Linked DNA regions of Mus musculus: regions 1, 2, 3, 4 and 5 are each linked to region 6. Evidence: chromatin contacts called from public HiChIP or PLAC-seq and promoter capture Hi-C data. All regions are on one chromosome and are shown on one strand. The core of a region is the stretch at or near the end of the contact, and the rest is flanking DNA. Distances in the headings are between cores, read along the strand shown.

The links. Promoter capture Hi-C pulls out the DNA fragments that hold promoters and counts their contacts. HiChIP or PLAC-seq counts read pairs in DNA pulled down with a chosen protein or histone mark.
Region 1: a contact with region 6 is called in a FOXA1 HiChIP or PLAC-seq map of pancreatic cancer cells. The contact joins the promoter of P2ry2 here to the promoter of Clpb in region 6. A contact is called at or near these places in 1 of 39 promoter capture datasets (embryonic stem cells) and 4 of 115 datasets of contacts at active chromatin or transcription factors (embryonic stem cells, extraembryonic endoderm stem cells, large pre-B cells and 1 more).
Region 2: an H3K27ac HiChIP or PLAC-seq map of embryonic stem cells shows a contact between it and region 6, with 3 times the contacts expected there. The contact joins the promoter of P2ry6 here to the promoter of Clpb in region 6. A contact is called at or near these places in 1 of 15 datasets of contacts at CTCF or cohesin (large pre-B cells), 5 of 115 datasets of contacts at active chromatin or transcription factors (embryonic stem cells, large pre-B cells, pro-B cells and 1 more) and 1 of 9 other capture datasets (liver).
Region 3: an H3K27ac HiChIP or PLAC-seq map of embryonic stem cells shows a contact between it and region 6, with 5 times the contacts expected there. The contact joins the enhancer-like site here to the promoter of Clpb in region 6. A contact is called at or near these places in 1 of 15 datasets of contacts at CTCF or cohesin (large pre-B cells), 1 of 484 Hi-C or Micro-C datasets (cortical neurons) and 3 of 115 datasets of contacts at active chromatin or transcription factors (bone marrow-derived macrophages, embryonic stem cells and large pre-B cells).
Region 4: a contact with region 6 is called in a promoter capture Hi-C map of embryonic stem cells, with 4 times the contacts expected there. The contact joins the promoter of Fchsd2 here to the promoter of Clpb in region 6. A contact is called at or near these places in 2 of 39 promoter capture datasets (embryonic stem cells and hippocampal neurons), 1 of 484 Hi-C or Micro-C datasets (embryonic stem cells), 2 of 115 datasets of contacts at active chromatin or transcription factors (embryonic stem cells and large pre-B cells) and 1 of 9 other capture datasets (adipose tissue).
Region 5: a contact with region 6 is called in an H3K27ac HiChIP or PLAC-seq map of large pre-B cells, with 4 times the contacts expected there. The contact joins the promoter of Fam168a here to the promoter of Clpb in region 6. A contact is called at or near these places in 2 of 39 promoter capture datasets (both in liver), 1 of 484 Hi-C or Micro-C datasets (B cells), 1 of 115 datasets of contacts at active chromatin or transcription factors (large pre-B cells) and 1 of 9 other capture datasets (liver).

Annotation. Positions count from the first base shown.
Region 1 is chr7:101,010,094-101,014,823 of GRCm38.p6, reverse strand. P2ry2 (purinergic receptor P2Y, G-protein coupled 2) reads left to right here and starts at 2,826. Exons shown (of 3, transcript NM_008773.4): 1 at 2,826-3,112.
Region 2 is chr7:100,961,060-100,965,772 of GRCm38.p6, reverse strand. It overlaps P2ry6 (pyrimidinergic receptor P2Y, G-protein coupled, 6), which reads left to right and starts at 1,407. Exons shown (of 3, transcript NM_183168.2): 1 at 1,407-1,554.
Region 3 is chr7:100,902,551-100,907,224 of GRCm38.p6, reverse strand. All of the region lies in intron 1 of Arhgef17 (Rho guanine nucleotide exchange factor (GEF) 17), which reads left to right. Among named protein-coding and RNA genes, the nearest start is that of Mir3102, 22 kb to the right of the region's middle. Within about 2 kb of position 2,449, at least 13 of the 459 cell types and tissues checked have an H3K27ac peak or open chromatin away from gene starts, as enhancers often do.
Region 4 is chr7:101,106,972-101,111,393 of GRCm38.p6, reverse strand. It overlaps Fchsd2 (FCH and double SH3 domains 2), which reads right to left and starts at 2,619. Exons shown (of 20, transcript NM_001146010.1): 1 at 2,355-2,619; 2 at 558-655. The coding sequence starts at 2,375.
Region 5 is chr7:100,704,235-100,708,644 of GRCm38.p6, reverse strand. Fam168a (family with sequence similarity 168, member A) reads right to left here and starts at 2,010. Exons shown (of 9, transcript NM_001362169.1): 1 at 1,752-2,010.
Region 6 is chr7:101,661,262-101,666,149 of GRCm38.p6, reverse strand. Clpb (ClpB caseinolytic peptidase B) reads right to left here and starts at 2,399. Exons shown (of 16, transcript NM_009191.4): 1 at 1,937-2,399. The coding sequence starts at 2,339.

The DNA.
Region 1 (4,730 bases), core at 1,577-4,076, 650 kb after region 6:
TATAAAGAGTCCTTCTGGAGGATGCTCATGTGACAGTGCCAGTGCCAGTGGCTGGACAGTCAACTGTGGGTAGGACAGACTGGGCCCCACCTTCAAAGAGATCCCCAGCAGAGGGGGAGACAGTCACAGCACACTGAGAGGTATGGCATCTGGAAGGAGTCTTAGAAGATCAGTGGTTGGGAGTCAAGAGAAGCAGGCCAAACAGAGAAATACAGGGGCAGAGGGAGTGGCCAGCACCCAGCAGGCGGTGAGTGAGGGTTCAGGGTTTCAGCCTGCCTAGCTAAATGGAAGCAGGAGAGAAGGCAGAGAGGGAAAAACCTGGAGTGGAGGCTGGGAAGCTGGGCTGCCTCGAGGGCAGAGGAAGCCCCCAAGAGAGTGTGAAGCAAAGTGTGTCAGTGAGGGGGGACAGAGGCACAATTCTGGCAGTGACAGAGGGTTGGAGGGCTGCGTTAGAGGCTTGGCCAGGCAGGGACTCCCCACCCCCACCACCCCCCACCCCGCCTGCCCACCCGCCCACATCTTAGATTCTCAGAGCAGGAGGTTTTCTCATGGGATGGGGATGCCTGCCAGCCGGCAAATGCTTGCTCAGGGATGGAGAGACAGGAAACCTTCTAATGTGAGGTGGGCCGGGGGAGCCAGGACTGGCGCTTTGACAATCCCCTCCTGAACTTCTGTTGCTAATGCAGATGCCCCTGTGGCTTCATTACACTTCACAGGGACCATTACAGCGCCTGGGCCTTACCATTAGCCTGCTTTGGCTGCGAGATTCAGGGAGACGCCCTCAGTGCTGGTCTACACTTCATAGGGTACTCACTGTGTCTCACAGAGCTCCCATTTCCTGGCTGGATCAATAGAGGTTCTAAACTCTTTCAGTTGCAAACTCTCAAGTCCAGAGTACGTGAAAATATGAACGCAAATGTGCTCAAACTGGAATGCGATGGGGGTGGGGGTGGGGGTGGGGGTGGGGGTGGGGGGTGGGTAGGGAAGTCTACTGGATTTGGTGATCTACAAAATCTGAGGATTGGGAAACCTAACCTCCCAGGCTCTTCTGAGAGGGGATACTCACTCTGCAGACCCAGAAAGCTCAGGATCATGGGCAAGACCCCAAATAAGGACATTTAGTCAGAACAGCAAGACAGGAGTACATAACACATTGTGCAGAAAAGAAGATGGAGAGCCAGGCGTGGTAGCACATGCCTAGAATATCAGCTCTCAAGAGGCTGAGTCAGGAGGACTGCTGAATGAGGCCAGCCTGAATTACATGGTGAGTTCAAGGCCAACAGGGCCTACATAGGGAGATCCTAGCTATAAACAAACAAACAAACAACAAAAAGAGGGCTGAATCTTAGAAAGTAGACACAGAAAAAGTGAAGGAAGACTTGAATCTGAGTACTCGGGCTTTACCAGGTCACCTGACATGATGTCATGTACCTTGGGAATGTCGTTTCTTTGGCTATAAAGTAAAGGAATTGGACCACAGCAAGGGTAAAGTCCAAGACTGCCCACTGTCCAGCCTGTGGGTCTTCTAGAGGCTAGGATCCATCCTGGGTCCTAGGGGAAGCAGCAGAAAAAGACCTGACGGCTCAGAAGGGAGATCAGGAAAAGGAAATCCGCTGGGATTTCAATAACCAGAAAGACTTCCCTCACACGAGGACCCTAAAGCCACAAGGGTGGCTGTGGAGAGATCTAGATTTCTGGAAGCTGCCTGCACCAGCTCCCATAGCCAGCAGAGGTTAGACAAGGAGCCTTTGTGTCTGCTCAAAGGCCCCAGGAGGCTGCAGAGAGGCTCAGCCACCCAGCTCTGTGTATTCACCCTTCTCACTCTGGACAGGGCTGCAGATCGGACCCTTTCTGGACCCCTCCAGGGGCTGCGAATGGGACTTTAGTCAGCGGATACACAACTAACAAAGTCTACAGCCCTTGGGCAGAGAGCAAACTCCTCACCATAGGAAAAGGCTTGTTCTGAACTTGTCCGTTTATTTGGCCACCCCAAGACTCCCTGGATGGACACGAAAAGTAGGATCATGGAAGGACTGGCTTCATTTCGCAGAAAATGTGTCTTACAGTGCTAAAGGTGGCCTAGAACTTATACTAACAGATGCCTGAGTCAGAAATGGGAGGGGGCAGACACCCTCTCATTCATCCACCCCTTCACAGGACAGCAGTGAGGTGGCTGGTGTGGTCCTTGCCTTTTTGAGCTCAAACTAGGACAGGAATGGGGTTTGTGACTACAGAAAGTCTTCAGAGCAGGCCAGAGAGAAGAATTGAGGCAGTTCAAGATGAGAGATCAAACTAAACCAGGACTTCATGGACCCGTTAGTGACCTGAACGAAGAGCAAAAGCAGACGGAGGTGGTGAAGCCGGCAAAGATTTCTGCTGGTACCAGCAGTCTGAAAGCACATCCATCTGTCCATCCGTAAGTGACGCGGGATGGGGCAGCAGCGGAGGGAAGGCTGAGGGTCAGTATAAAGGTCCATCGGTGGGCAGTGACAGGAGCCAGGCCAGCACAAAGCAAACCTTGTAAAACTTGGGCGTCGCTGAAAATCGGTGAGCTAAGCAGGTGACCTCTGCTCAGCCAGGACGGTCGCCTTCCGCCTCTCCTTGCTCAACAGCCGTGGCGGACACGCTGACCGGCGGCGACACTGACCGACCGCGTCCCCAAGCGGGTGGCAGACTGGAAGCATCTGTTTAGAAGGGTTGGGGGCGGCTCCGGCGTCTGCCCAGAGTCTGCCCCGCCCTCCTGCTCACAGCCAGGCTATGGGGTGCGGAGCGGGGCGGAGTAGGGCGGGGACCGCGGCGCTTCCAGGCACGTGGGACCCTGCGCCACTCGGCATGGGACTCGGGCACCAGGAACAGCGGCGGCAGCCCTTGGAGGGGACCAGCGCAGCGGGGAGGTGAGAGGTGCTTCCTAGAGGGGAGCGGACACCAAGAGAGGTCGCCAAGTGAGGCCTGGGGACGGGAGCGCCGGTCGAGTCAGCGCCAAACAGGGAGAGCCCATTACGTGACTGTCCCGAGGGCTCGGGCTCCCAGCCCTTGTACTGCGCAAAACTGGGCGGTGAGAGCCGGCTGCCGGTGCGCTGATGAACTTTGTTTCCTCTAGAGCGTGATCTCGGTGAGTGTCATCTTGGTGTGTTTACCAGCATACTGGGGGAATCTGTGTGTTAGTGGGCAAATGCGCACACCCTTAGGGTGTGAGTGACTGAACTTAGTCTGTGTGTACCCCTGGGGCGTAAGTCTGTGGGCTAAGAGACCTGGGAATCCTGGAGACTTCTTGCGCTTGGACTCTTAACTCTCCCCAGAGTCAGTCTGGGTAGCTCACTCGGTGTCAGTGAGGTGTCAGTGAGGAACCGGAGGCAGTGGCAGCAGCGGCGGGGTTGTGGGGTTGGGAGTGGGGGGTGCGGTGGGGTGGGAATGTGGGTTGCTAGTGCAATTTCATATAAGGACAGTTAAGACTTTGATCTGTCTGGAAACTTTTAATCGGGCAGGTGGTGCTGTATGAAGGGTCAGGCAGAAGAAAGACAGTGTTCACCTCACTAGGGCTACAGTGTGTGTGTGTGTGTGTGTGTGTGTGTGTGTGTGTGTGTGTGTGTTACTGATCTCCAGGAGCTAGACCCAAGTGTAGATCCTTCTGGGAACTAGCCTTTCCAGTTTGGAGATTTATAGGGCTAGGTGACTGCTGTGCTCAGAATGGCATCCCTAGAGTCCCTGGGTCAGCAGCCTTGTTTTGGATCAAGTTTGGAATAGTGGCTTTTGAAGATCAGGCTGGGGCGGCAGGGAAGTGGCAATTATCTGTGGGTGGGAGTGGGAGGAAGGAGAGTCTCTGAACAGACTCTACACTGCTGCCAGTGTGGGTCCTGCATGAGGGCTGGGGACAAGCCCTGCTGCGGAGGTCTGCCCCTCTCCTTTTCCATGCTTTGGATACTCCAGAGTTTTGAGGACATGGGCAGGTTGGCATACTGGGTAATCCTCAGAAATGGCTGCCCAGATGCAGAGTGAGGTTGTGGCCTTTCCGGGATCCCTTTTGCCCACCTACCCCAGGCACCAGATGAGCATGTGAGGATGTCACCAAGGCCTCATGGGTGACACCAGGAGTTCTTTAATTTCCTGGCTGTAGTCTTTCTTCTTAATGAGAAGTGCTTATGCTACTATTGGAATGTTGTTGAACTGTTACTTGTTACAGTTTATAAGAATCCCTCATCTTTTCCTCCTAAAGGCCCCATGAGAAAGGAACTATTGCCTTTATTTTGTAGATCAGAAAATAGAGGCTTGGAGAATGTCTTCTCTAAGGTCACAAAGCTACATAAATAAAACCTGGGACTCCGCTTACCTGCCCCAGCTGAGGCCTCCCTGCCCAGGGCCAAAGTTTCAGGATGAGGCAGTGCTACTTATTTCTAGGCTGAGGGGAGTTTGATTTCTCCAGTGTCTCACTCTGTGTCCTGGATGTCAGTCTATGGACCAGGCTGACCCCCAACTCGCGGAGACCTGTCCATAGCCTAACTCTGGAACTCTAGGATTAAAGGCAAGCACCACCATGCCTGGCTGCCCCCAGGAGCCTTTCTTTGGGTCTTTCTTGTGGCCTAATTGCCCAGCTGTTTATGGGATGACCACCATTATCCCCAGGTCTGCTCACAGGACCAGGAAGATCTTGCTGACCTGCTAACTAAGAAGTGCCCTCTGATGCATCTCTTCTCTCTCCTAACTGCCTTCCCTGAGCCTGTCTGTGCACCCTT
Region 2 (4,713 bases), core at 158-2,657, 700 kb after region 6:
ATCATCATCATTCTTACTACTGCAGCTGCTACTATTACTATTGCTATTACTACTACATCTTACAGATAGGAGAACTGAGATCCAGAGAGGGACAGACACTGGTTAAGGTCACACAGCAAATTCAAGCAGAGTTAACCAGTGCCATCTTATCCTTGGGCTAAGGGAAAATGCTTTCTGCCTCTGGGGCTTAGAGTATGAAAAATGGGCTTGGTTGGGAGCCTAGGGGATGGGGCAGGCTAGGACCACCAAGCAAGCTTTGTGTAGGGAATCTTGATCTTCCTACACCTGGAGCTGTGTTAGCTCCCTCACACAACTCCACTGTGAGGCTCTTCTTTCATGTATACATGCCAGGGAAGAGGACCAAGGGACAAGACACCTCTGCCTTGTCTTGGAACCCAGGCAAGGCCCCAGAGCCACCCCTCTGCTGGGGTAGGTCAGAGGGTGTATTTCCTCTTCTGGCCTGCAGAGGGCTTGCAGGCCAGGCTCTGGGCACAAATCAAAGCATTGGCGTTCCGAACTGAAGCAGGGCCCAGGAGCCTGCCTGGCCTTAGCTCCTGGCCTGCTTCCATCCTGTAGGGCTTGAGGTACGGTCTCCTCCAGGCTGGGTGGACTTCTCCAGAGAGAGACAGAAAGTGGTACAGGAAACGGAGACCTAGTAAATCCTAGTTCAGTCCACTTGAGGAGACCCTAACTCTACTCAACACACCTCTCTTGATTTTTCTCTAAAGCTCTCACCTCCGATCAGAGACTTTGCTCTGCACTCTCACTCCTAGTAAATGACACCAGACGAGGAGAAAGGGGATAGGGGATAATCCGATTGACAGGGAGGGGCTGTCCGGGCCAGTCAAGTACCCAGGCAGAGCTATCCATTGCCTTCTGCTGGTCCTGCCCAAGCCCCAGGATGGATGGAGGTTAGGGAGGAAGAGTCACCCCTGTTCTGCCCTTCTTCCAAGCCACCCTCTTTCTGAGGAGCCATTCTTGGTCCCTGGAGAGTGGTGTCTGGACATGCATGGTTGGAGTCACAGACAACAGATTCCTTAATCTTGGGGTCTGGGTCTCTCTTAATGAGCCTTCCAGGCACTGCTGAGAAACCAGGGTAATTGTTCCCTGTGGCAGTAATGAGCAGGAGCCAGGCTCTGTCCAAACTTGAGAGAGGCCAGGAGGGGAGCTGGTGTGTAGCTAGGAGCCTCCCTGTGCCCAGCCCTGGGCCTTGAGTGCTCCCTCCTTCCATCTTCCCAGGAACCCTCAGGCTAAACTGATGGTCCGACGGTCCCCATCGCTAGGCTGAGTGGGCAGAGCTAGGGGTGACTTGCTCCTAGTCCGGCAGTGGCTGACTCAGCCTTGTGCCAGACACTTGAGCAAGATCTCCAGATTGAGGCCTGAGAGACAGTGTCACTTCCCCTCCTGGTAGTCCCAGTTACCTCATCTGCCACCTCCCAGACTCCTGCACTCTGGGGCACAAGAACTGCCTGGTGGCAGGGGCTGCTTCGGGAGTCTAGCTTGCTCCAGTTCTCATGGCTTGCAGGCGGTTGCTGTGTCAGAGGGAGTTTTCAGGTAAGGGTGCTTCCCTCCTCCAGTGTTTGCCCGCTGTGCACACCATTGCAGTCCCGGGCTGGGTGCAGAAGGCTGAGCAGGTGTGGGTGGGTGTGGGGCCTTCTCCCTTCCTCTTATTTCCTCTACCAAGTTCTGCCCAGAACTAGGCTGCACAACACCGGGGGACAAGGCACAGAGGCCTGGAGTGGAGGAGGCAAGGAAATGGGGACCTGACTGTGTCTTGGGTGGGGAGGTGGAATACTGAGGCAGAGGTCAGAGTTTGACTTCTGAATGAAACATGACATTTTTTCCCCTTTCTGGGCCTCAACTTCTTACCTGTGAGTTCAAGTAGCTGAGCATGTGCCTGAGTATTGTCTATGCTAGATGATATAGCATATAAATGTGTTTAATCCCAGCAGAGGTAGGCAATCTCTGTGAGTTCAAGACTAGCCTCTTCTGCATAGTGCATCTCTTGTGTGTTGCAGGTCAGAAAGATCCTATCTCAAAAAAAAAAAAAAAAAAACCCAAAACTCTGTGTGTGTCAAATTTTAGAGAGTAAAGAGGGTCCCTTGGGGAGGGGCTGGGCGGGACTCTCAGAGCTGCTCAGGCGCCTTGGCAGGAACTAGCAGGAAGGATGCTAAAATACAATGTAGCCTGAGGTTAACTCCACTGGGAAAACGGATTCCCTGAGTCCAGGCACTGCTTGTTAAGGGGAAGAAAAGCAGAGTAATTGGATGTATCTGGGAGCAGGGCTAAATCCTTCTGAGGGTTTCTGTTCACATTTGCCTCTGCTGATCCTGACGGAGGAAAGGCAGGCAGGCGCCCCATATTTGGTACTGCTACCTCCGGAACGTACGAAGCTAGCTTTGTACCTGGCGCAGCCTTCCCAGCGCTAGGATTACATGCATGTACCAAGTGCTATGCCTTCCATGGTGCATCTGCATGTGTGTGCAAGACAAAGGTGTGGATGTGTAGTTCGTGAGTGTGTGTAGCTCCAGTGCCAGTGGGAGTTTCTACTGCTGAGACTCCATTTGGCTAGGATGAAGCTCAGCTTGTTGCAAAGCATGTCTGAAGCCCTGGGCTGGATCCTCAGCACTACAAGATACTGGGCATGGCAGTGAGTATCTGTCATGCCCCTACTCAGGATGTAGAAGCAGGAGGATCAGAAATTCAAGGTCATCCTCAGCTACGTAATGAGTTCAAGGCCAGCCTGGAGAAATTTTTTTCTTTCCTTCTTTCTTTTTTTCTTTTCTCTTCTCTTCTCTTCTCTTCTCTTCTCTTCTCTTCTCTTCTCTTCTCTTCTTTCTTTCTTTTTTTCTTTTTTTGGTATATCCTTACTATTTGTTAGTTTACCAGGAAGAGTTGGGGGGTCATAGTCTAGAAACTAACACTAACTATTATCTCTAGCCTGTCCTCTTGCCTCACCCTGGAACTGTTCCTACAGACTTCACTGGGGGGTGGGGGTCCCTATAGGACTGTCTTCAGTGCTGAGAATCTGCCTGGCTCCTCTATGCCACCACCCTCCCTCTGAGTCTCAGAGCTGGCTGGGAACCTCAGTTGTCCCATTGAATCTTTGTGATATTCCAATGTCTTCTGGAGATGCTACTAGTATTCCATTTTACAGACAGGGAGATGGAGGTCTGTGAGGAGAAGTGCCTATCTCAGAATTCATGGAATTCAGCCTGCTGGTGGCAATACTAGACTTCAGTTCCTAAGACCTAACTCGGTTTTCACTGTGGCAGCCTGGCTAATGTGCTGGCTGTCTGGCTGAGTGAACACCTCAATGAAGGAGCAAACAACTCCTTTGATGCAAAGCTGAAAGTGTGTGACTGGGGAGATTGCTCAGAGGTTAAAGTGTTTGCCTTGTAAGTGTAAGGATGGGGGTTCAGATCCCTAGAATCCATGTGAGTGAGGTGGGTCATCTATAATGCCAGAGCACAGGAGGTGAGAACAGGAACAAGCCAGCTAGCTGTGCTACCAAGGTCTGGGCTCAACTGAGCCCATATCAATGAATAAAGTGGAGAGAGCTTGAGGAAGATGCTAGATGCCAAACTCAGGCTTCTGCACACTTGTGCAGCACACACCCAAGTGTCCCCATACATGTGAACATACATGTACATACATTATACAAAAATACACTTGAGGGCTGGCGAGATGGCTTAGTGGTTAAGAGCACCGACTGCTCTTCCGAAGGTCCCGAGTTCAAATCCCAGCAACCACATGGTGGCTCACAACCATCCATAACGAAATCTGATGCCCTCTTCTGGAGTGTCTGAAGACAGCTACAGTGTACTTACATATAATAAATAAATAAATCTTTAAAAAAAAAATACACTTGAGAAAATTGGAAAGTAAAAGAAATCGTGCCCATTAATTTACTGAGTACCCAGGAGGCTGCAAGTGTCTCGGGAAGTACGTTCAGCCAGGATGAGCTGCACACGGGAGAAAATAAGGCATCGCTTTGGCTTAGGCAGGATGGTCACGGGTGCAAAGCCAGCCTGGGCTCCACAGTGAGTTCAAAGCCAGCCTACACTATGGGGTGAGTCCCTGTTTCAAAAACAAAGCAAAAGTTTACCTAGATGAATAAATTAATAAAGCTGGGAACAGAGGCATACAGCTGCAATCCGAGCACTTGGGAGGTGGAGGCAGGAAGATCAGAATTTCAAGGGCAGCCCTAGCTGCAGACAGAGTTCAAGCCCATTGTGAGTGAGACCTTGTTTCAGACCTAGAGCTCTAAGTCGAGTTTCCCTGCATCTCTGGAGGAAGGGTGAGTTGTCCAAGCCTGTGATTGACTTTGATTTGGGGAGAGGACCTGGGTCCGGTCTCTCAAGGAGCTGAGTCCATAGGGCCTGGCTGTATAGTACGCTCTTTCACCCACCCTGGACCGGGGCCACTTCCTCATTTGTCTCTGAAGTAAATTTCTATTTCAGTCTGGGTGGACCTGGCAGCCGAGAATCCTACCCTGCTGTTCTGACTGCTGGTATCTGGGTACGGTCAGAACCCTGCCTAGGCTCATGGTTATCTTCTCCCCTGCCCAATACTGGGACTGATGGTAATGGCTGGTGGGAGGCAGGCACACGTTGGTCTGTGGCTAGAGCCCAGACTGCATCAGTGGCATTTGTAGACAGCCATATGCTGGGTACCAGAGCCCTAGGAACTAAGAGACCCACTGTCCCCTTA
Region 3 (4,674 bases), core at 1,200-3,699, 760 kb after region 6:
CCAGCCAATAGGTACATGTTATGTACCCAGTGTATGTCTAGTTTATACTCATTCCTGTTTGGATTATTCTTGTAGTCCTGGGGCAGGCAGACATTGAGACCTCCCTTCTGTTTCCATCTATGTCTTAGCCATCCAGGGAAACGAATACAGCTGTCAGCCCCACTTCCTAATTCAGGGTGCCCCAGGTTTGGCCTGACTTCTTATTTATGTGCCCTGCAACTTAGTGAAGTCTTTCAGCTGCTGATACGCCATTTGCTTGGGGTTAGATCTTAGCCTAGGTCACCCCACTGAAGTTCTCAGTACACATCCTGTAGGAACCGGTGTCTTTCCTAGACCACGGTGCTCCTGGGAGGTCAGAGAGGTGCTCCTGGATTCTGTTACTGTCTTGGCAAAGTATAGATCTGTAGTGTGTTGAAGACTGGACTGGGGAGTTATCACAGGGCACTCAGGGACAGTGTGAGGCCTACATAGGGCTGTGGAGAGAAATTGTACCTCAGGTCCCCATCGAGGACCTCGCAGTGTATGCTCTACCCCAGGTCTGGGATGGGCCAGGAGTGTTGTGGTCAGGGATTTTCTTCTAGGCTGAGAGATGGGCCAGCCGGGTTTAGCCATCAGAAGACAGCCTGGAATCCAGCCAGGAGAGCGAGGGCTACCTCTTGCTTCTTTCACAGCCAATAGATCTCTGTTTTATTTTTTTACTACTGCCCCTGCTGGGGTCCCAACTTGACCCCTCTGGGCCAACAGATGAAATGTGGGTTCATGCAGAAATCAGCCTGGCTTCATTTCTCTGCCAGTAGAGCAAGAGCTCTAGGTCCAAGCACTGCCTCTTCCTGTCTGCAGGGCCCTGGCATCCTTGTCTGCCTCACTGGGCCTCTGTCTCCTTTTCACTGTGAGTTTCATGGTAGTCAGGTGGTGCCTGGGCTAGACTCGTTCCTCTCAGACTTAGCAGTTAATATTGATGTTTGGCTCGGGCCTCGTCTAAGCCGTTAGTTGGAACATCTATACATGGCATGTGGCCCGGGCTCCCTCCCAACATGTAGGCCGGGCTTTATGGCTATGCAGGCTGCCAGGCTTCATGGAGCAAGGTAGTCCCAGGTACTGGGAGGCTGAGTAGGAAAAGTTCAGGACCTGCCACAGCTAGTTCAAGGGTAAACTGGGCAGCTTAGTGAGACCCCTTATCAAAGTTAGAAATCTCTAGAGGAAGCCAGGTGTGGTGACTCGTGCTTTTAGTCCTAGCACTTGGTAAACAGAGTCAGAGGATTTTTGTAAATTACAGCCTAGCCAGGGCTACATAGTGAGACCATCTCTCAAAAATAAATGAGTGCCGGGCGTGGTGGAGCACACCTTTAATCCCAGCACTCGGGAGGCAGAGGCAGGCAGATTTCTAAGTTCAAGGCCAGCCTGGTCTACAAAGTGAGTTCCAGGACAGCCAGGGCTATACAGAGAAACCCTGTCTCGAAAAATCTAAATAAATAAATAAATAAATAAGCAGGGACTAGAGGTCTGGCCCGGCAGTTTAGCACTTGTTGCTCTTGCAGAGGACTTGGATATGGGTCCCAGCACCCACATAGTAGTCCACAACCATCCACAACTCTAGTTTCAGGGGATCCGGCACCTTCTTCTGGTAACCGAGAGCACCAAGTATGCATGCGGTGCACAAACATACATGCAGACACACACACACACACGAAATCTAAAACTTTTTAAATAAATTAAATAAAAACAAACAAAAGAACACCACAATGGTGGAGTGCTTGCATGACCCTGGGTTCAATCCCCGTCATCACTGGGACAAGCCAGAAGAGCAAGTTTTAGGTGTCCTGTGACTTCACTTCTGCTAGTGATCTGTGTCCAAGAGAGTAACAAAGGTCCATCCAGTCTGGAGAAGAGGGGCCCTGGACCTCATGCTGTGTGAGAAGAGTGTTTGCACCATGTTGGAGGAAGAGCCTACCAGATGGACAATGTTGTGGACACGAGCTTTGACAGATATCACCCGACACATCACCCCGGGGTGACTGTGAGGACAGGAGGCAGTCATGGAAAGGACGCAGTCCATGTGGAACCCACGGCAAATGCTTTGTAAGCGAGGGCTAGTGGTGTGTTGCTGGTTTCTGTTTGGGATTATTTTGAACGTAGCTGGTTTTGATCATTATTGAAAGACCCTTCAGTTTTTAACCTCTGCCTAGAACCCCATGGTTCGTTACAACATGGATTGCTGTGCAGTTGTGGCTACAGATAACTAAGGGGCCACACAGATGGGCCGTGCTTCATGTTGCTCCTAACCCCGTCTCCAGTTGCACACAGGACTCTGCCTCTGAAGCAGGAAGGCGCTTTAGCTCCTTAGGCCCCAGAGCTTTCCCTCCAAGCCCCAGAGCTCATCCTCCAGTGACAGCCCCACCCGGGGCAGCCAGTCCCCAGAGATCTCTGTGGCTTGGACATTTCCCTTCCAGCTGCCTGTGAGGCCTGGGAACTGAGAAACCTTAAGAGGCCTCTCCTTCCAGAAAGGAGGGTCTACTGATGGCAGGAAGTGATCTAGGGAACCAAGGGGAGTGGATGGGCAATGGAAAGGGTGGTAGGAAGCGGGGGCCCCAGGAAATGAAGTGTCTTCCCCAATCCACATACTAAGTAGCGTAGCGAGGATTTGAACCTGAAATACACAGCTCCATAGCCAGCCATCTTGGGCTCCATACCACGGAATCCTTTTGTAACTTTTGTCTCCTTGATGACGGAGCATCAGAGGTGGCAGCAGCCATTGGGAAGTAGATGGCCTATAGGCTGCGACTGTGTAGTACCAACTCCACTTTCATGGGTATGGGTGGGGCAGGAGAGCCAGACAGCACATCTGGGTTGGTAGTCCTTGATCCTGGCATGGCCCGTGGCAGCATTGTATTCATCTTCCAGAATGTTCCTGACTCAAGGGAACCTCTTTATATCATTGACTCGGAAAGAAGAGACCAGAGAAAGGTGACTCAGGCAGCCAGTGTGTCTCGGAAGTGCAGGAAGCTTGCAGGCTTGAAGGCAGCCAGCTGGGTCCTACCTTACCAGCAGGACGGCCTCGGCCTCTCGAAGCTTTCCTGGTTTATAAAATGGGAGAGTTACAAGAAACAGAGCTCTGGTGTATGTAGGTTGGTGGTTAAGGAGCCAGCGCTTACAAAGCAATGATGAATCTAAGACCCACGCAAACAGTATTTGTCATGGAGAAAGATCCTCCAGGCTCCCCGTGGTCCAGTGTGGGCAGCTCTGGGGTCCAGAGATCTTTTTTTTTTAAAGATTTATTTATTTATTATATGTAAGTATACTATAGCTGTCTTCAGACTCTCCAGAAGAGGGAGTCATTACGGATGGTTGTGCACCACCATGTGGTTGCTTGGGTTTGAACTCAGGACCTTGAGAAGAGCAGTCAGTTCTCTTAACCACTGAGCCATCTCTCCAGCCCCTCCAGAGATCTTTTGACAAAGACAGCTGGGCAGGTCTGCAGACCCTTCCCATGAAGCCTGATGACACCTGCTTTCCAGACCTGTGTCTCCCTTAGGAGTTGTCTTTGCTCTTTTTGATATGGGGCTTCCCTGGTTATCAAAAATGACCTTGAATTCTCATCCTCCTGCCTCCCCAGCGCCGAGACTACAGGCATGTGCTCCCATGCCAGGTCTATGCAGTCCTGAGGTTCAAACCCCAAGCGTCATGCTTATGAGGCAAGCATTGGACTAGCTGGCTACACCCCAGCGGCCTGGTCTTGGGTCATTTCTTTCAGGTCTTGTCTTCCTAATGAAACCCTGGGTGTGGACATAAACATCCTCCCTCCCTCCCTCCCTCCCTCCCTCCCTCCCTCCCTCCCTCCCTCCCTCCCTTCCTCCCTCCCTCCTCCTTTCCTCCTTTCCTTTCCTTCTGGTGTGCAGGTGGTGCACATGACACAACATGCATGTGACAGAGGACTGTTTTTGGAGATAGTTCTCACAGTCCTTTTTTTTTTTTGAGGTAGCTCCAGCTAGTTGGCCTGTGAGCTTCCAGTGATCACTCTTGTCTCTGCCTCCTGTCTCAACATAAGAGTGCTGGGATTACAGATGGATGCTGTCCCATCTGGCTTTTATGTGAGTTCTGGTAATGGACCTTAAGTCATTGGGCTTGAATGGCCAGTATTTTTAACCATATGCCCAGCCATCTCCCAGTCTAAGACCTTATCTTCAAGTTCCTAGCACAGGGACTGAAGAGTTCACTCAGCAGTTAGGAGCACTGGCAATTCCCAGCAACTTCCAGTGGCTTCTGACCATCTATAACAGGATCCGATGCCCTCTTCTGGCAGCCAGGTGTACATGCAGACCGAACCCTCATACATTAAAGTCATCATCATCAGCCTAGCACACTGCTTAGCTGGTACCTGGTTGGTGATTGATGAGTGTTTATTAAACTAGTCAAGAGAATGGTGTGACAATCAGAGCAGCAGCCCATCCACTAGGTGCAGTCAGTCGTGTGTTCATCTGCCCCTGACTCAGTGGCCTGTCACCCATCCACGTGCATATTCATCTCTCACCATTCCAGCTATTCAGCCGCTACCATGACTCTCGTTAGTCCACTCTAGGTCTAGCCTTTGTCACATCTGGTCCTCCAGTGGTCCAGCAGTAGCTGTAAGGTCTGGTGGGTCTCAGAGGGCGGGTGGAATGAATGGTGTCTGGAGGC
Region 4 (4,422 bases), core at 1,370-3,869, 550 kb after region 6:
TCAAACACAAAGTAATACTTGCCAAATAGTGCTAGTATAGCTTCATCTGGGGTGACTGGCTCATCCCAGATATTAACCACTAACCACAAGTGTCAGCTTTAAAATGTTAGAATTGTTAAAGCCAATAAATAACTTGCAACTCAGTGAAAAGATGTAAGAATTTCCAGTTGAGTGATTACAAACTAACTGATAGACTCTTTTTTGAGACAGGGTTTCTCTGTGTATCCCTGGCTGTCCTGGAACTCACTTTGTAGACCAGGCTGGCCTGGAACTCAGAAATCTGCCTGCCTCTGCCTCCCGAGTGCTGGAATTAAAGGCATAAGCCACCATGCCCAGCTCTAACAGATAAGACTCTTAAGGCCCTCATTTTTCTACAGTGTGTGTACGTCGAATTTAAACTGTGTTAGTTCCTGTTCTAACTTCCAGCTGAGTCGAAATTCTACAGCCTGAAAGCAGGAAATCCAAAAGGAAATTCCATCATCAGATCCTAGGGCTTGGCCACTCAAGGGTTCTGGGCAGCAGATACAGAAGTTCTCCAGCTCCTACTATAATCTTACCTCATGTCTTCAAGTAAGTCACATTCTGCCTGATGTTTGGCTTGAAGTTTTGTCATCTGCTCACCTTGAATGTTTCTCAGCTCTTGTGTAACTTTCACCTAAAACACAGTATGTATTTATGAAGGCTTTTACTACAATTTGAAGGAAAAAAATTACTTAAAGAAGACACTATTTGTTAGAATGTATACTTCTAGTTTTCCTATCCCCAAAGACCAAAAAGTTCGTATTTCCCATCCAATTTTATTACTTAACTAAGTTTAATGAAAAAAACTAGCCAGGGAATGTAAGACAGGGGCTGAATAAAAATTCACAAATACAAAAAAAAAATTTGCAGTTTAAAGGGGTGCAAACTGTCATTCTGCTTTCTCTTGCTTCCCAAAGATTCAGACATTAACCACAGGAGCAGGGAGCACAGATGAGTGTACCTAATACCTAGCGACCAAAATGTACACAATCATGAAATAATATTCACGAATAAACTACATAAAATATTCCGTAATGGCTGCAAGAAAGCACACAGTCTCAGAATGATGCCCTCCACTCTGACAGCACATCAAATCATAATCTCTTTCTCACAAAGGAGAATGCAAAAGTGACCTTCCAGCATATGCAGGGCTTTTAAACTAACCCAGCAAGCCAGGCCGGGTGGCAGCCCACTTCAAACAGAGAGAACCGCCAAAGCCAGCTGGCTGGAGCCATCCTCGCCAGGCCGGACCCTGGGATTTCAATTGGTGTGTGATCGTGGTGGAATCCCGACCACCAGAGCAAAGCTACATGGAGAGGTGGGGTACACGTGCAGGGGGAAAGGGGGAGGATCAGTAACTGGGCAAAAAAATCAGATTAAGAAGAGAAAAGAAAGGGAAGCATAGATGATGAGTTACTCATAAGGCAAATGTTTGCCCACAAGGGAAGGATGTAACTGTCTCTACCCACTGCTCAGAGTAGATACCTAGTATCCATCTGAAAGATTTAAAAAGGCAAGGACACAGCCTTGGCAGTGCGGAAAGGTGTAGAAGGGAGCAGCCGAGTTGCTGGCAGCCCCAGAGCACCGTCACTGCCACCCAGGCCATCCAAACCCCAACCGTAGTGCTCAAACCATGCAACGCCAGGTTCTGGATTTCGTACTGGAAGCTCTGCTGTTTTCCTGGCCCCCTAGCCCGAGGCGGGGCAAAAGGGATGGGGGGTGGGGGTTAAGCAGGACCCGTCAATCCTTAATTTGCTTTCCCTTGGGGTGGGAGGGCGGAGACCGTTCCAACTTCTTTTCCGCAGCCCCGTGGGGGGAAAAAAAGGCCAAATCTTGAGGCGAGACTTGAAACAAATCCCCCCGCGAATTTGCCAATGGGTGGAGTGTCGACAAGCGACTGGAGGGCTCGAACCTGGCGCAGACTAAACAATCCGTCACGCACAAGGCTCTGCAAATCTGCAGGGGCTCCCCCGCCTCTCCCCCATACAGCTCTGAGAATGCACTTTGCTCTGGGCAGCACTGCCATGCAGACAGACACACACATGCATGCCCGAAAGAAAAAAAAAAAAAAAAAAAACTCCAGCGAGTGTCTCGGGGGGAGGGAGGTGTCCTCCCTAGTACTGAGGAGCACTGGCCGCCCCTCCGTCAGAAAGACACCCCGTACACGCGACCCCCTGCTTGGGGCGGGCGGCAACTCTGACAAGCCAAGAAGCTAGAGTGGTCACGGTCCCTTGCGGGAAGGGGGAGGGGGCGCAGCGGTCGCCCCAGCCGCGTTCTTTGTACGCACCGCCACCCCCCAAATCTCCAAAGCCCCCCGCCAGCTGCGCCCTTACCTTCCTCGGCGGCGGCTGCATGATGCTGAAGGGACATCAATCCTCCGCCCACCCCTGACGGCGGCGTTTAAAGGACTGTGAGGGTGAGGAGGGTTGGAGAAAATGGGGCGGCCCAGCAAGCCAGGGCGCGCGCTTGTGTGTGTGTGAAAGGAGAGCCTGGGAAGGAGAAGGAAGAGGAATCGGCCCGGAGGCTGCGAGGCAGGCGAGCGGCAGGAGCAGCCGGGTCGCAGCGAGTGTGGAGAGAAGGAGGAGCGCCGGGAAGGCCTGGGGCCCGGGCGGCCCGGGGGGTGTGTGAGGGAAGGAGGCGGAGACGGCCAGGGGGCGGGGGCCGCCGGGGGGGGGGGGCTCGCGGCTCGCCGGGCGGCTGAGGAGGAGCGGCCGCGTCGTCCGCGCTCGCCGCCTGCCGCGGCCCGGCTGCAGCTGGCTGACGCGGCGGCCCCCCACCCACTCGGGCAGCCCGGCCCTCGCGGTGCCCAACGCCCCCGCCCGGCCCGGGAAGGAGGAAGGCGGCGCCACGCTCCCCTGTTAGAGCTCCGCCAACCACTCAGGCCGCGGGAATTTCCGGCCCCTGGCGCGCGCCACAGCGCCCCGCTCCGGCTGCAGAGGGGATGCGCTCCCGGCCACACCGCCTGCTTCAGAGTGGAGGGGGGGAGGTTAGCCAGGCCGCGCCACGGGGCTCCGGATCTCGGTGTGAGAAAGGGGGAAACTTCACGGATTGTTCGGCCGAGGGGAACGGTGGGGACGGGAACGGGACTCGAGAACTACCCCAGTTCTCTCCGACGATGGAACGTTCCGGACGCTTCCCGTCCTCCCTCCCCCCACACCGAGCAGGCAGCTGGGGGCTTCCCGCGCGCCTTCCCGCCAGCCCGCTGGGGCGCGCGACTCCTCCGGGAGCGCGCACGTGGGAGGGAGAGGACTCTGCTCCGACGCACGCGCACAGGCCGCCCCCGCCTCCCGCCTGCATCTGCGGCTGCACAGTTTGTGTGGGAATTTGGCAGGAGTCGAGGGGGGCTAGGCTCATAGTGGGATTGTTTGCAATAAGGAAGGAGGTACCTAAGAGGATTCGGGATTTTGCTTTCTCTCAGTCCCTCAGCGTACCCTCCCTCCTAGTCAGCTAAACGTGCACTGAGAAATTTAGCATGAACAAGTCCTTTTACAACTAGCCGCAGGTGCCAGACCTATGCCATTGGAGGACAGGTGAAATAACCTAAAATTGCCAGGCAAAGGAATGGATGCCCTATTCCAGAGTACTTAGCCAGACCTCGTGGAGTCAACTGAGGAAAAGAATGAAAATCTCTTGAATCGGTCACTCCCATATCACAGATAGGAAGGCTGGTGTCCGCAGAGAATTGGAGCCATTCTCAAGGTCACATGGCATGCCTAGAATCCCAAGGGCTGAGTGTGAGGAGGGGTATCTTGCTTGGTGTTAGGGCGCATGCCTAGCAGCCAGAGAGGCCCTGAGTTCATCACTAGCATGGCAGAGGAAAGGATTAGGTGAGATTAAGAACCATAGGGAGACAGCAAGGGCCATGGAGGAAGCCTCTGAAGGAAGCCCTTGTCTGGAAGGGAGGACTTCTAGGTCAACTCACTTTGCCTGTCCTGAACTACTTGAATAAACTCAACCTCATCTGGCAATGACAATGCTCTTTCTCCTCAGGGTCCTATCAGGCACCTTCTCACTCTGTCCAGACCACCCAAGGAGTATCAGGCTCCCTTTGGGTTGCTTGGAATAGTAGAAAACCTTCTTCCTCGTTCCTAGGCACTATTTTTGAGCCACAGCTCCACAGGCAGCCACAGTGTGAGCTGGATCTCCCCCCTCCCCCACTTCATTCAGTACTTGCAGTCCCAGATAGCTGTTCTCAGAAACTCAGTTCAGGCCAAAAAGGAAGTCCATGAGACTGGACTAGACCAGGATGACTTACTTACCAGATAACCTACTGGCTCTGTGACCAGAAGATGAACTCCTACCCAGGTGTTTTATGTTGAGTTAACCTACATGCTAACAGATGAGATGAGGAGTCAAGAGTTGAGAGCTGTGTATAAATTACAAAGCCTACTCTACTGTTTC
Region 5 (4,410 bases), core at 761-3,260, 960 kb after region 6:
TTATTAGCCTGCAATACAATGATGGGCCTAATTGCCTTGCAAACCAGGACACCAATAAATGGAGACTTCAAGCAATCAATTTTATTGGGGGGAGGTGGGGCTTGCTAACCTCTTTCTGCATACATGCACCTTGCCTGCCTAGAAAATAAATTCAGTCTTCCTATTTTTCAGTCTCATTAATCAGTTCTCAAGCAAGAATGCACCCTTAACAACCTCAAGTTCATCAAAGTCTATTTAAATTCCAAATTCCGGGACTAGTTTCAGTTTACCAGGGGGAGGGGGAAAGGAGAAAGCAGAGACAGTTTCACCTTCTCCCACCTTTGCTTTGAGAGCCCCCAACTTTCCCTTTTTGACATAGGAACTGCAAGACTCCCCACTCTCCCTTAATTCTACCTTAAATGGCTCTCTCATAACTTTACCCTTGGGGCTGCTATTTCCAGACAATTCCAACGTAAAACAAAAAGGTCAAATTGATAGCATGAGATATCCTCTAGGAGAATCTTTAATGTACCTTCTCTGTCCCCTGTGAAGACCCTTCTAATGGTCTTGTTATTACTGTCTCTCACCCAAGCAGCTGATGTAAATGTTCTAACCCCTAAACCTCTGGTGTGTCTTGGAGGACATCTTAATCCTTCCTTTCCTAAATAAACTGACCCACTCCATCCCCGCTGCCACCTCACCACAGGTAACCAGCTTATCACAGACATTTCTTCTGCAAAACTGGCAGAGAGACATTTTCTTTATGATACCATCCACTAACCTTGCTCGACACCTGCCAGAATTATTTTAGTTGAGTCCAGCTGAGTAGTCTGACATATCCTCTACCTCCAACTTCCGCTCAGGGGAGCCACCTTGTTCCTTCCAGAGACTCTAAACTCATCCTAAATCCTTTTCCACTGAGCCCTCATCCCCAATTTCAATCCCTGTCTTCCTATTTGGGGCCCAACTTACAATTCACTCCCTCCTGTCAGCTTACCTCATCCATCCATCTCCTGTAGTTGGAGGTCTCATCACTACCAGTCCAAATTCAAACCTCCAGCAGCAGCCTACCTCAAGAAAACCCCAAACAATTCCTACCTCTTCTGTTCTCTCCAAGCCCTATTTCCGTAAGTATTCACAAATTCCATCATCCCCAGAAGACAACAGCCCATTTCAAGCTGGGGTCTCAACCCATGCCAAAGCCCTCACCCCCAGCTCCTACCATCTCCATCTTCCTTCCCCAGGTCCACCCCAAGTCCCACCTTCCAAAATTAGCACTCCCTAGAGTCCCATCCAACGTTTATATCCCACTGGCATTGAAATCATCTCCTTAGCCCCCACCCCGCTCTGATCACAAGCTGTCAACTGCTTCAGGCCAACCCCAAATCATCACCTTCATTCAGTCCCATCCCCCATTAAAAGACATCCCACTCCAATCTCACCTTCCACCTCGCCCCAAGACAATCCCAAATTCCACCTCAATACCCTACACACCCCATGCTCCTATCCCTGGTCTGGTTATCCCTCCATGTAAAGTCCTACCCCCTCACCCCCCTCCGCTACCCTCCCTGACCTGCTGCTGTCCCACCCTCACCCCACTCCCAGCCCGCGTACGGACAAGTCTCCCCCACCAGCCCGCCGTTCCATCGCCACCTCGGTCCCCTCCCCCAAGCCGGCGCGGGGGCCCTACAGCCCCCACCCTCGTTCTCCCCGGCGCCACCAGCCCTGGCTCCACGGGAGCGGGCCGGGGGGCGGAGGGGGGGTCTCCTCACCGGCGAGCTGCTGCAGACGAAAACCGCGGCGGCCGCAACTGAAGCGGCGATGCCCTTGTCTTCTCTGGAGGCTACAGCGGCGACGCTCTCGTTCCCTCGTCCGTGTCCAGTAGGGTGGTGGATGGCGCGCAGGGACGGGAGCCTCCTCCTCCTTCTCCTCAGCTACTCAGATCTGAATCCTCTGCAGTAGCCGCGGAGAAACCCGACAGTGGGGGAAGGGGACGCTCGGCTGCAGGCAAGAGAGGAGGAGGCGGAGGGAGGGGGCGGGGGACCGCTGAGAAGGGCGGGGGAGGAGGAGTCGGCGCGCTGTCCCGACACGTCCCACAGCCTCCGAGCTCTTGAACTACAACTCCCGGCATGCTCTGCCACGGCCCTGCGCGGCCTGGTTCTCCCAACCCTGCTCCGGTCCTGGACCGCACCCTCTTGGGTCACAGACAATGGACTCCCACGGGCTTTTGTAAACTCAAAGGCCTCTTGGGAGGGAAGTTGGATATTTCCGCAGCCTCATCTCCATGAAGCAAAACAACCTACACATGCACTCTTTTCCGCCCAAGGGACTACACCTCCCAGCATGCCGCACACAGTTTCCCATTCTCTCCTTCCGGACCCCTCTCAGACCCGGTACTACAGTTCCCAGGAGTGTGGTCCTTGCGAAATGCTGGGACATGCAGTTCTCAGTCCTTCCTCCATGTTAAGAAAAAAAGAAGTGAAAGAGAGAAAAAGGGGAAGGACTATTCCAACCCACTGAGCTTGGGCCTAGATTGGCTACATCACCTGTAATTCTGTACTCTCCTCGCCATCTCCGTTGTCACTGTCTCGCCAGAACTAATGCTGCATCAGCTTCCCTGGCATCCCTGAAAATCAGAGGACAAGTCTGCAACTTAAATCCTCATGTAAAAAGCACATTTGTTTACATTTACATTACTTATAAGTATTTAATCTAAAAAGATTATCAAAAATTTTTGGAAAACAATGCCCACGGTTATTATAGGAGGTTGTTGAATATGAGTTGAGAAGGATGTAGATATTCATCAATAGAGGGCTGATTTAATAAATAGTGATGTATGTATTCAACGTAATGCTAAGCAGCCATTTAAAATGATGGTAAATATCTTTAGACATGAAAGGCTTTTCACAATTTCTTGTCAGAGGGGCAAATTGATAGCAAAAACAGCAAGATTAGACAGGTTCGATTTATTTGAAGTTCGAGGATATAAAAGCGTAAAGATTTCAGTGAAGAGATTCTCCAAAATGTTATCAGTGATTATCTTAAAGAAAGAATTGTTAGGTTTCAGGTTCCTCTTATCTTTTATACTGTCTGAATTGTTTAAGGAAGCACACACCGTTTTTTAAACATAAAAGGTTATTTCATATGCATACACACACACACACACACACACACACACACACACATGCTTGCACGCACACACACAGATACAGCTATAGATATTCCAAATACAACAACCTCTTGATTTCCCACCTACAAACTTTCCTTGGGTCTTGTTTACCTAAACAGTGTTTCAGGACTGTGTGTCTACCTTTCTGTAAATCCCACTATTAAAATAATGGTAGTTGTGTACTGTATTAGTTACTTCTCTGGTTGCTGAGACAAAATACTTGATAAGAGCAATTTAAGGAAGGAAGGAAGGAAGGAAGGAAGGAAGGAAGGAAGGGTTTACTGTAATTTACAGTTTTATCTTAGGGAAGATAAGTGTCAGGTCCAAAAGAAATTCAGGACAAATAGTGACCTGTGGTGCCTGGCTATTAGCATACCAAAGAGCATTCTGACCTCCATGCACCGCTTAGTGATCCCTCAGTTTCATAAGAACCTGTTACAGACTCCTTGGCTCTAACATGACCCTAAATTTCTTCAGTTCATGGGCTTCCCCCCCCCCCCCCGGCTTCTCATTATCCTATAACCCTAATATTTGGGCTCTCTTGGCCTCCTCTCTCTTGCCCCTCTTTCTTGGTAAGCTCTTTCTCTTTCTTTCCCTGCCCCACCTCATAGCCAAGTCCATTCTGTTGGCCATGTTCATTCTACCACTCTTCTTTCTGCTCTGGATTCTTCCAGATGCCTCGAGCTGAACTCTCCCTCAGACCTACAGTAAAATCTCCCACTGAGCCATAGCACAGAACTATTACGTCATCAGTGTAAGCAGTAAGGCCCCAGGAGCAGGTCACGTGAGAGGGAGATGCTTGTTCTCTCTTTCATTCCATCTAAGAACCCCATCCCGTGCACTGCCCATATTTAGGGTAAGCCTTCCCACCTCAGTCAGCCTAATCTAGATAATCCCTCCGACATGCGTAGAGATCTGTTTTTCCACAGTAATTCTAAATCCCATCAAACTGACAAGATTAGCCATCACAACTACAATTTATGGAAGAACATAAAGTTAGCAAGGAGCTCTCAATCTCTCTTCCCAAATTATCTCTTTTCGGGGACCTTCTCTCTCTGCTCCAGACAAAGTTTCCTATAGCCCAAGTTTAACTGGAACTGGCTCGATAGCCAACGCTGGACCTGAAAGCCTTGAAAGCCTGACCCGCCTTTCTTGGCTCTCCAGGCATGCGCCATGTTCCCAGCTGCCTCTTCCTACTCATTCTCAAGGCCAAAGCCAAAGGTATACCTTCCATAGAGCTCATTTTAGACGAAGTGATTTTC
Region 6 (4,888 bases), core at 1,150-3,649:
GAGAATCATTCCTTATAGATACCTCTTATCTCTTCACTCCCCTTCCTTCTCAGAGGAGGGAGGAATGAGTGAGGCACCCTGGGCTCGCAAACTTTCCATGGTTTTCCATTACCAGAATTCCCTTTGGCTTCTAAAGAGACCCATTCCTCAGAACATTGCACTGAGGGACTCTGCTCAACACTTGTCTAGGCAAGTTGGCAAGACTGGAACCAGCCAGAGCTTTATGTCATCATCTCTTCTATTAGATGGACATCACTGAAATTGACATGCCATGAAGTCCAGTCTAGGGCTCCCAGTAACCTCTCAGGCCAGACTTCAGACACATTTATCCTCTTCTTCCAAACACACTGGCTGCTAGACAGTCTGTCCCTATGACCATGGCTCTTCACTGCTTACACAATTCCAAACGCCCCTGCCTGGCATGCAGGGCCATTTCATCTTCTCTCACCTTATTCCAAAGACCTTGTCTTCCAACCCTCACTGGCCAAACTGCTAGCCTGTCCACATGAGGCTAGCTGAAGTCTGGGAATGGAATCCAATCCAATCCAAGGACCACATGTGAATGTCTCCCTTCTCTGGGTCACACGCTGGTAGACAGATGCTTGGTATTAAGGAAATACTAACAGAGGTAAGATGGAGGTCCTGCCCTCGTGGGTTACACAGGCCCCCACCCTCTTTATGTTTCCTATGCTATCCTTCAGAAACCAAGCTCAAGCCCCACATCTTGCAAGGACTTCCAGTCCTCCAGGAAGGCTATCCTGACCCCAGTAGCTCTCTGATCCTCTGTAATACTCACTAGCCCTGCATGACCGGCTGCTGCACCCTCTCCCCTTAGCTGGCTAGGTTTTAAGTTGGGATTTTCTGAACACCTAGGTCCAAGCTAAGCACAGTGCCACCTTCATGTTTGCACAAGCGGAAACCATACAATTCCCGCATGCTTAAACTAGAAAGGCCCTACCTACTTCAACGCCCTCTTCAATAGAAAGGAAACGCAGGGCAGCAAAGAAGGATTAAGAGTCCAGATTTACAAAGACAGTACAAGATCCTCCGTGTCCTTGTTCCTCATCCAGAAGTCCTTTCTTTCCAAGCGGCCCCATCTTATTAAACAAACAAGGGAAGGTCAAGGCGGTCTCCAATCTTGTTCAACAATCTCAGAGTCTGGGGTGCATGGGACAGGCAGGCACTGACAACTGAAAACCTGAGAGGTTGGGCTCAGCCAGGCCACCCTTGCAGCTCCTGCTCAACTCTAAGCAACTGAGGTAAGAAGCCAATCTGAGTTAGCTACCTCCACCTCCTCCCTCCCTCCCCCACTGCTGTAAGTCTCCAGAGAGCAACTTTCAGCCAACTCCCTGTCCCCCAAGGCTTCACACACACACCCTCCACAGTATCCAGCTCATCTTAAACATGACACTAAGCAAAACTCTAAGCAACTAAACAGACTCTGAACTCCAGGAAAGGTCAAAATATTAGAGCACTGAGAGCTTGCCTTCATTAGACAGTGGGGAAACTAAGATTAGAGAGGAACATGGGGTCAGGCTAGCACCAGAACCAAGTGTCCTCCTTCCTTGGACCTATGTACGCAGAAAAACATGTAGAGGCGGTCCCTAAAGCTGTTGAGGCTTCCTGGAGACCTCTTGAAAGACTAATGGACAAGATATAATATTGGTACATAAAAGGACCGGGCTGTAATTAGTCAGTCCAATGTCCCCAATTATACTTGTATACAAACTGATCCCAAAGAGGGTGCTAGACCTACGATGGGAAATGATGTAACTTCAGTGAGTTTTCCATCTGCTGCTCCTGGCAGCAGAAGGTAACTGGGTTTCTTCAAGGTAAGGTTATGCGGGTTTAAATTTACAAATACCTTCAACCTTCCAAAGGAGTCATGACCCACCCACCCACCTCTCCCTTGAACCCAGTTTGACCCCATAATCACCCTTGTTGGATGGATTCTTGCTGTAGCACTGAACCACCAGCGCCATGGCCAAGGCCCACATGCCCAGACCCGTCTTGTTGGGGACCCCATTCCAGCTGTCTTGTCCCGGGAGTGTTTCTTCGGGGCTAGGACCGCGTTCCGACGAGGCGGCAGTCAGGTATGGGATCTCGGTGCGTTCTCCACGGCGCCCCCAGGTGGCTGCCCCCCGTCCGGGGACGAAGGTAGAAGATGCTCCAGGGCGCACCCAAGCGGCAGCTCTCAACCGCTGCGGCTCCCCGCGGTCTCCGGTGACAACGCCACGGCCGTAAGCACCTCCCCGGCTTTGGAGAGATGGAGATTTGATTAACCCTAGGAAGAGCCGAGGCGCTGGCGTGGTTCTCCTCAACACCGCGGACAACATCATGACACCTGCTTCTAAAACCCGCTGGTGCCGGCCCCTGTGCTAGCCACGATCAACATGGCTGCCGCGGCGCGTTCGAAGACGCCGCTTATAAGGTGGGACTGCGCACTACCTCACGGGAGTGGTAGTCCACAGCCCCAGATCTTTCTCTAGCTGGAGACTAAACAAACTACATTTCCCCGAGGGCTGTGGAATGACATCACAATGACCGCTGACAGCGGAGCTGGAAGAATGTTGGGAAATGCAGTTCGGGCAGAGGGGCGTGGCAAAAAGGAAAACTCTGGTGGGGCGTGGCAATTAGGATTCAAGATTCCAGAGCCCCGTATTTGTATTAACACAGAACTTTAAGCCCTGCCTTTGGAAGGTGGGAACCTGAAAGAACGGGAATTCAAGGTCTGGGTCAAAATCACATTCTTGGTCTAGGTCAGCCCCAACTGTGTAAGATATCAAATATCAAATCAAAATATCGAAAATCAAAATACAGGAATCCTAGAACAACTTCCCTAGTGTTTAAATAAAATTGCATTTTCGATGAAGACCTGTTAAGTAACTTGTACCCCTCCCCACTTTTATTCTGAGTTGCTATTGCTTTTCAAAAAGATGTTGAGTGTTGGGAAAGGTGGTGTGTGTCCTTAATCCCAGCATTCCAGGCAAAGGCAAGCAGATCTCTCTGAATTTGAGAAAGTCTAGTTTGCATAGTGAGTTTCAAGATAGTCAGGGTTATGAGCCAGAGAGACTCTGTCTCAAAAGACTTTAAGACTGTGTGTGTGTGTGTGTGTGTGTGTGTTTAAAGATGTGTGTGTGTGTGTGTGTGTGTGTGTGAGTGTGTGTGTGTGAGATCCTTAGGTTTGGCAGCAAGTGTCTTTTATAGTTGAGCCATCTTGTTTGTTACATAATAGTGAATCTATGAATTGTGTTTCAGTTGATTCCTTCTGTAGTTAGCTGACAATTAGCTACTCATATATCTGTGTCTGGCCCCTTGTGTCTCACAGAATTACAAAACTGGGTTTGGGATTGTCTGGGGTGTTGTTTTACCCTGGCTCAAAGCTGTACCTTCCATAGAGTTGCTCCTGATCTAGAGGATACAGAGAAAGCCTTGTAGGCGGAATGCTTCCTGCTCTTGCATTAGAGCCTCTTGAGCTAGATCGAGGGAACAGTTTGTCTGGGCTGCCAGGGCTTCTGACAGGCCCAGGTACTTTGCTGGTTGGTATCCAGTGGTGCCTAGCTGGCTTGTTTGAATTGTTAAAGCAGGTTTTGGGGCTTTCCATTAGCCTGTTGGCTGAGAATAGGTCTTAAGCCTTGGTTTGCATCTGTCCCACTCAAGTCTCATGCCTGCGTTTACCTGTACATGGAGCACTCTAGCTAACATCCATTTTCCTAAGAAAGGTCAGTACATGACACTTGCCCTATTCTTTGCTTTTTCCTTCTCCACTTCTGGAACTCTTCATAGGAAGTGGATTAGTCTGCATTAAAACTTGTGGGTGTTGGAGCTGGAGAAATGTCTCAGAGGTTAAGAGCACTGGCTGCTCTTCAAGAGGCCCCAGTTCAATTTCCAGCAACCACATGGTGGCTAACAACCATCTATAATGAGATCTGGTGCCCTCTACTGGCCTTCAGGCATACATGCAGGCAGAACACTGTACACATAATGCATAAATAAATCTAAAAAAATACTAAACCAGGCAATGGTGGCAGCACTTGGGAGGCAGAGTCAGGCAGATTTCTGATTTCGAGGCCAGTCTGGTCTCCAGAGTGAGTTCCAGGACAGCCAGGGATACACAGGGGAACCCTGTCTTGAAAAACAAAAGCAAAAACAAAAAAACACAAAACAAAACAAAAAAACCCAAACACACAAACAAACAAACTTAAAAAAAAAAAACCTTGCAGGTGTTTCTTTTCAATTTGCCACTTTGACATTACCTCTACTTCTATGGAATCTCTGACAGTATTTAGGAAGGATTTCTCATGCCCAGATCATGAAGCAATCACACACTCATGCATGACTTTACATTTTATTTCTGGTTATTGATCTCTTTTGAATTTACCCAATTGCACCAAGGACCCTCAGCAAAGCCTGTGTTGCTCTGGATGGAAATGCTATATTATTTAAACTCCTTTCATGATGTGGGTGTGTAGATGACCTTCTAGCCTCTTCCATATTTGGTTTCCTTTTGTAATAGTGTTACACTGTTAGGAATAGGTGGGCATTTGTACAAAAGATGAGGAAGTGTGTGTGTGTGTGTGTGTTATACATGTCTATATTTGCTCTGTGTGTATGGAGGAGCCCAAGGAGGCCAAAACAGGCTCTGGGATCTCCTGTAGCAGAGTTTCAGGAGGCTGTAAGCTACCATTTGGGTGCTGGGAACCAAATCATGCCTGGTCCTTTGTAAGAACAGAACATGTTCTTATACACTGAGTCATTTTTTTAGGCCCATTTATTTGTTTGTCTGTTTTTTTTTTTTGTTTTGTTTTTTTTTTGAGACAGGGTTTTTCTGTGTACCTTGGATGCCCTGGAATTCAATTTCTAGAACAGGCTGCTTGCTTCTTCCTAC